Regions from separate parts of the Rattus norvegicus genome. Here region 1 is linked to region 2. A link is a contact called in public Hi-C data. All regions are on one chromosome and are shown on one strand. Each heading gives the region's core, a stretch centred on a gene start, on an enhancer-like site or on the middle of the called end of the contact. The rest is flanking DNA. Distances are from core to core; before and after follow the strand shown.

Region 1 (3,369 bases), core at 775-3,274, 120 kb after region 2:
ATCCTAGCTGTAGCAAGCCTGTTACCGAGCTGACTCACAGAACTGTGGGGCAGGCTGTTTGGAGGCTTTCTTTGCACACCAGCCCTGATGATCAGGTATGGGGCAGGCTAGGACCATCTGGCTCTGCTTTTCTAAGACTCACTGCTTGATTGACCTCCCGTGGGATCACTAACATGGGTGGTTTTCTTCCTGTCACCACATGGACAAGCCATGATACACACAGGCAGAAACTTTTCAAGCTGCTACTATGACAGCTGAAGTGACTTTTCAGCCAGGTGTGAGCAATTGGTGTTTCTCTCAGCCCCACCTGGCTATTAAAGTCTGGGCTTTCCAGGGAACAAATTTGCTGTTCTGGGTCATGGTCTCCTCATTCTAGTCAATTTCTCACCCATCACATGGCCCAGTGGAGGGGAACCCATAGCCCAGGATCCCAGCCTCTTCCTGCCCCCATGCCACCAAAAGTGATGGGGTTTCTAAACTCAGAAACTGGAACAGCAGGGATCAGAGGAACTAACCAAGGGATGAGTTATTATTGCTGTGCAGGAAGAGGGTGTTGGCAGGAATCTCGGGGTTAGGTGTCTTCTTTAGGAAGGTGGCAACTTTCAGGCTCTAATCATCAGGTTGGAAAGCTCTGCACTGGCAGACATGGAGTCAGTGGGGTAGATAAATAGAAGATAGAAAGGAAGGAAGGATATTGGATGGACAAATGAGTAGGTGGTGAATGGATGGATAGATAGAAGGAAGGATATTGTGTAGATAGATGAATAGAAGGATAGAGAAAAGTGTAAATGAATGGATGTAGAAAAAGAAGGATGAGTGGATAGACAGAAGGATAGATGAATAGATGATTGAATAGATGAATAGATGTGATATGTAACATATATGTATATTTACATATATGGATAGGGATAAATAGATACATTCATGCATGCATACATAGAAGAAGACAGTTATTAAGGAACTGAGTTGTGTGGTTTTTTAAAACTAAGTCCCACCAAAGGCCTTCTAAAAGCCGAATAACCAACAGAGCTCAGTCCATATCTGAAGGCTTAGGAAGCAAGGAGTGCAAATGGTGCGATAAATTTAGTCTGAGACCCAACCCCCAAGTGCTCAGGGGACTTCTGACTCAAGACTGGATCCAAAGGTTGGAGAACCTCAAACTGTGCTCTGCAATGGCAGGTCTAGATGGCTGTCTCTGCCCTTCCTTGGCTTCATCACTGTATTTAGGCCATAGTCTTCCCTTTCATTCAACTGATTCAAACCCTGGTTTCTTCCACACACACTCTTGGTGACACCCAGAAATGTTTGACCAGCTTCTTGGCTGTCCCTTAACCCAAGCAAGCTGACACCTCAATAAAGCTCCGCTACTTCCTCTTGCCTTGCCCAGAATACTGGCTACAGATCAACCACATTTTCACCAGTTCATCTAGAAGTTATCTGAGCCCCGCAGTGGGAAAGGTCACCCTCACAACTATGTTTATTTCCTTTGCTTCCTTTAAATGTTTACTCTGGCTCGTCCATTCCTGAAACAGAAAACAGTTCCAGTATATATCTGATCATTCGTGTTTTCATGCATTTGACAGTGATTTACTGTGTGAATGCTGCATGCAGCTCTCTGGACTGAGCCGGTCGGGCGGGGATAGGAATGACCACTGCCCTCCTCCAGCTTCAGACTCAGAGACAAGAAACCAGCAAGTAATCGGAAATTGTAGAGAATGCTCCCATCAGAAAAAAAAAATGAGCGGCTGACAGAGAGTAACAGGTGTGCATAAGGGGCTCGGGCTGCTTTAGACTTGGAGAGACCTGGAAGTGATACGGGAGAAATGAGACTCAGAAGAAGAAAGGGGGATCTAGAGACAGGAATAGCATAGACGAAGACTAAGCCACAACAGCTCCAGAGCCTTCAGCAGAGGACATGGTGTCCCCAGAGTACCCTCTGGCCTCTCTGACTTCTCAGCACTGAGGACCAGGAATCTTTCCTCCACAACAAGTGCCCCTTTCTCCTGTGGCAGAAGCATCATGCCAGCTCACTCAGCCCTGCCAGCAGCATCAGCTGATCTCCAGGCAGTTACAATCAACAAAGAGGGACAGAGGAGAGTAAGACAGGAGCGGGGACCATTCTCACCAGAATCTGGGAGGTCATCTGGCGAGGGAGGCAGGACTCAGGGACGCTCTTTCTGTTCGTATTGCTCTCTCCATGTCACGGGCGTAAAAGCAGTACTAATTGGTATCCCCTAAACGTGTGAGTTCTGAGACAGTTTGGTGTGTAGCGACGACTACCACATACAATTACACGGCTGCAACTTGGACTGCCTCTGAGTGAGACCACCCCCAAAGAATAGCTTCCTTGCTCTGATAAGCATTCCCAGGGGGCCTGATATTGATATCTTACCTACAGACCTACTCTACCCCCTAAAGACCTTTTGCACATGTGTGTGTGTGTGTGTGTGTGTGTGGTTTATACATATGTGTACATTTGTGCATGTGAAGGTCAGAGGACAACTTCAGGTGTTAGTCCTCAGGTAACAGATGCTTTAAAATTACATTTATTATTATTGTTGGTGTGTGTGTTTAGTGTAGGGGTGGGGCTGTGTGTGTTGCACAATGTGCGTGGCAGGCATGTTGGGATGAGAGGGCAACTTTGTGGAGTTAGTTCTCTATTTCAAGCTTTATATGGATTCTGGAGATCAAATTCATATCGTCAGGCTTGCGTTGCAAGGGAACTTGTGGGCTAAACCATCTTGCTGGCCCCACCTTGCACAGACAGAGTCTCTCACTGCTCTACAACTCACTGTGTAGACTGGGCTTCCGGGTCAGCAAGTCACTGACTTGCTGTCTCCATGTCCAGGCATTGGATTGTAAGCAGTACCATGCTCAGCTGTTTGCTCATTCTGGGCGTCAAACTCAGGGCCTCCACCTTGTGGGGCAAGTCGTACTTTAGCAGTTGAGCCATCTTCTTTCCCCCTAACCCACCCAAGACATTTTGATGCTGCTTCTTGACTTTCTGATGGTCTTCTCACCCATCTTTGCCTTTCTCCAGAAGTCTTCTCCCTAGAGAGGGCAAAATGAGCTGGAGGTTTGCAGGATGGTTGGTGCTCACCTGGGAGGCCCCTGTGGCTACTACATCTTTCCTGTTCTCCTTGTTTGCTAACGGAGGTTTGTTTGTTTGTTTGTTTGTTTGTTTTAACTCAGATAAAAATGTCCTCAGTCCCATGGGATGAAGAACGATTGGCTTAACCTAAACATGGTGATCTGACTCCTCTGGATAATGACTGGTTCAGGGATGGATAATAGGACAGAGCTCTAACCCATGAGATGTCAGTCAGAGACTAGGAACTTTGGAGTAATTTTATTTCCTGAAAGTCGAGG
Region 2 (3,675 bases), core at 852-3,351:
GTCTGCTCTCTGGGACACAGCTTGGGGGCTGCTATATTCTGCACTCGCAGGCGAAGCGCTCCGGCGCAACTGTGCGCCATGGACAGGGAGCCTGAATGCTCCAAGCCGCCGTGAAAGAGGCACGAGTGGGCGAGAATGAGGTAGCTGGACCAAGAGATGTCCCAGGGCCCATCCTTCTCCATTTTATGTCCTCGAAAACTGCCGTGCAGCTAGGGGCAGTATCAGGGCGGGGTCTCTCCCAGCGGGTGGCGAGCGAGACCGTTAAGCTAGAACACCCGGAGACCATCCTGGCAGCTCGGGCGCCACCCGCGCCGCAATAAAAGCCTCTCGCGGCTTCCCGCCCAGCCAGACTCGCTCTGATTGGTCCCTGACCAGAGTTGGCTGGAGGCGGTGGCCCAGCTCTGCTCTCCTGCTGCCCACGGAGGGGGGCGCGCTGGGTGCTCCCGGGGCCGCTCTGTGCGCTCCACACCCAAGGCTTAGAGATTCTGGACTAGTACAGCCACACTGGGCAGAAACGACAGCCATGCGCGGTCTCCTCTGCCTGGCCTGCTTTCAGCTGGTGCTTGGCAGCACACGCCCCCCCGCCCCAGCTGTCGGCCCATCCCACCCAGCTCTCGGCGGTCCCAGCGCCTTTTGCTTGCCCCTCTCCCAGTCCACAGGGACGCCAAAGCACAAATCCTTGGGTGGGGTAGGGGCAGCAGCTGGAAGGGAGGGTGGGCACACAGAAGAATTTTCCAGGGAAAGCCAAGATGAAAATAGCCAAAATGCAATGCGCCCCCTTCCCGGATGCTTAGTATCTCTGGGCGGTGGCACAGCCCCCGCCACCCGCGACAGCGTCGCTACGGTCTTTCTCCAGAGCGCCCCATTGTTCACACTTTGCCAGGATTAGGAATATCACCCAGAGAAAGGAGAATAGGGAGAGGTGTTTTGGGCAACTGGCTACCTGCCATTCTTCGCTGGCACCGTGCAACCCTGGGCTCTCGGTGCGTGTAAAGGCACACGCGCGCGCGCCCGCGCGCGCGCACACACACACACACACACACACACACACACACACACACACACGCACACACACACGCACAACCAGGCAGCCCCGATCACGCCCTCCTCGCCCTCCGCCCCTCTGCACTTCCTCCTGTCAAAACGCGGCGCTGGACCCTCCCATCCCTCCGTGCTCCCGGCCGATGGCAGGCTTTGCAACTACCCAGCAATTTGGCAAATGAAAAACTAACGTCATTTGCACGGGGGTGCAGGAACGGCCACGGGGCCCTGCGGTGCTGCCCGTGGTTGCCCCATTTTGCAAACCGTTATTCGGGGCGGGGAAGAGGGGGGAGTGAGCGGAGGCTGCAAGCCTCACTTTATCACAGCCCGGGACATAACGGTGGGGGGAAAGCTGCCCCAGCCTTATTGTTCACTCTTCTCTAAGCTTGACAAACCCCTCTAGGTGGAAGATGAGCCTGGGGGCGACACCACCCGAGCAGCGCATCCCCGCCACCCGCCTTCGGGGAAGGGGAAAGCAGCGCTGCCCATAGCCGCAGCATCCTGATCCCATACCCCTGTCCCACCTCCACGGGCACACAAGTGGGAAGGGCGTGCGCGGTCGCCACCGAGCGGGGAGACAGCCGCGTCCAGCGCCGTCCCGGAGGGCACGGGTTTGGCTGGCCAAGCAAGGACGATGCGATGCGCTCCCTTCTCAGCTCAGTGAAAATGCTGTCTTTGCCTTACACACAAAACCACCCAAAAGAACCGTGCTTCTCGGGGAAAGGGAGGAAGGACAGGGGCAAGCGGACAATTAACAAACCCGATGTAGAATTTTAAAAATAAAATAAAATAAAAATGTACCTGCAGTTCCCAGGAAAAACAAAGTCCAGATGAGATCCTTAGTTCGCAGCATTGTAAACTGCCGGCTGGGAGGGATGTTCTGGCCGCGGTAAATTCAGTGCCTTCCCTTGCAAGCGACTGTGGACGGCGGCGGAGCAATGGACCGAGGAGCAGACAATTGCCAGGCTGGGTATGATTATTTTTGCAGAATTGTTTCTTGCCAGCCACTGCCGAGCTGCGTTCACGCGCTGAGCGGAGAATGAGTGACAGCCCCAGCCTCAGCACACTCGCAACTCGGAGATCCCTGCGCTGGCCCGGGTTGGCTTTGATGGAACTGGGGATGCGAGCGACGGGCGGGGGGCGGAGGTGAGAACCTCACTGTGTCCTTCCACCACGCCGACCACAAATAGTTCCTAACATCCAGGAGGTAAGAGACAGGGGAGGCAGATGCGGCCGCCTGCAAAACACGGCCTGGAGTCACCAAGGGAGCCGGGCTCTTTCACACAGAACCTTCCAGGCAGAAGCTGGGATTTCTTCTTTTCACCCTTTTCCTTCACTCAAGCCTTTGGAGATCCTTCTGCCCTCCAGCGTTCCTTAATCGGGAATTTGAACGTTTAAATAATTAGGAAAAAAAAAGAAAGAATTTTTAGATTCAGCTCGCTTTTCAAAGTTGTAGAGCCCCCCACACCCACCCCATGTAGTTACTAAAGTCCTTGCAATAGGAAGCAAATGGCTTCCTCCTTTTCTCCTTCTCCTTCTTCTCCTTTTCTTCCTCCTCCTCCTCCTCTTCTCCTCCTTTCCCTCATCCTCTTCTTCCTCTTCTTCCTCTTCTTCCTCTTCCTCCTCCTCCTCACCCTCTTCCTCCTCTTCCTCCTCTTCCTCCTAAGTGAAGGAAATTGGAAATTTGGAGAGAAATGAGGGTTGTGGAGGTTTGCTTTGTTGTTTGTTTTCTCTTACCTATGAAGTTTACCTTCCCACAGAGGGAGCAACTCACAGCAGCACAACTCAGATCTCAGAAGTGGGGGGGGGTGCGGGGGGGCAGTTAGAAGAAAATGCAGAGACATTTAGAAGTAGTATTCAGAAATTACCAGAAACTGCTTGCAAGTATTGGAATCCTCTCTTCCTCTCCCTCCACTGCTGCCCTGGCTTTTCGGTGTGTATTACGGCACAGGAGCAAGAGCAAGAATTCTCCTTCAGCAGGAGAGAGACCCCTATTCTTAAGGCTATGAAAAATCCAGTGTAACTGAGATGTCAAGGCAAAGACTTCCACTAATCAAACAGCTGTGTCTGTGAAAAGAGGGGATGAGAACAGAGTGAAATCAACACCTTTAGCACCTGAACAGGACTTGAGTTGTGCAGGAAATATAGGTGAGGGTGGCCTTGCTCAGAGAAGCGGCTCTGACAGAGGAAAGCACCACTTCATGCATAATCCCAAGCCCTGCGATTTCCTTTAAAGGGCAGGCTCCTTGAAACCCCACCTTCTGCTAGCTGCCCAATCACCACCAAGCTCTTCTTTCTGCTGTATAATGTACCTAGTAGGTACTATCATACGTTGGGGGTTCCAGGGATTCACGAGAAGTATTCTGTCTCCCAGGAATCGTTCATGTTCACTTTTATAATTTGTAACTTATGCTGATTATAAACAATTTTTAAAAATACAGAAAAGTATAAAAGCTCAAGGAATATCTCTTTGCCCCACAGATTCTAAAGATAGCCACAATTTTTCTAAGTTGCCTATATATGCATGTGATTGTGTCTGCCAGTACTCACACAAGATAAAGCTGCCACAAGATGAGAGCTTTGAACCATGAGCCAAAATGACCCTTTCCTCCCCAGAAGATGTTTTATATCAGG

Evidence for each region. A called contact is a pair of places that touch in the nucleus more often than the background predicts.
Region 1: a contact with region 2 is called in a Hi-C map of Schwann cells, with 4 times the contacts expected there. The contact joins the enhancer-like site here to the promoter of Ncam1 in region 2. A contact is called at or near these places in 1 of 12 Hi-C or Micro-C datasets (Schwann cells) and 1 of 1 datasets of contacts at active chromatin or transcription factors (oligodendrocytes).

Annotation. Positions count from the first base shown.
Region 1 is chr8:59,178,062-59,181,430 of GRCr8, forward strand. No RefSeq gene overlaps it. Among named protein-coding and RNA genes, the nearest start is that of Ncam1, 120 kb to the left of the region's middle. Within about 2 kb of position 2,025, at least 49 of the 93 cell types and tissues checked have an H3K27ac peak or open chromatin away from gene starts, as enhancers often do. A contact at or near this core is called in Schwann cells, where this site is marked.
Region 2 is chr8:59,059,879-59,063,553 of GRCr8, forward strand. It overlaps Ncam1 (neural cell adhesion molecule 1), which reads right to left and starts at 2,102. Exons shown (of 20, transcript NM_001395707.1): 1 at 1,843-2,102. The coding sequence starts at 1,894.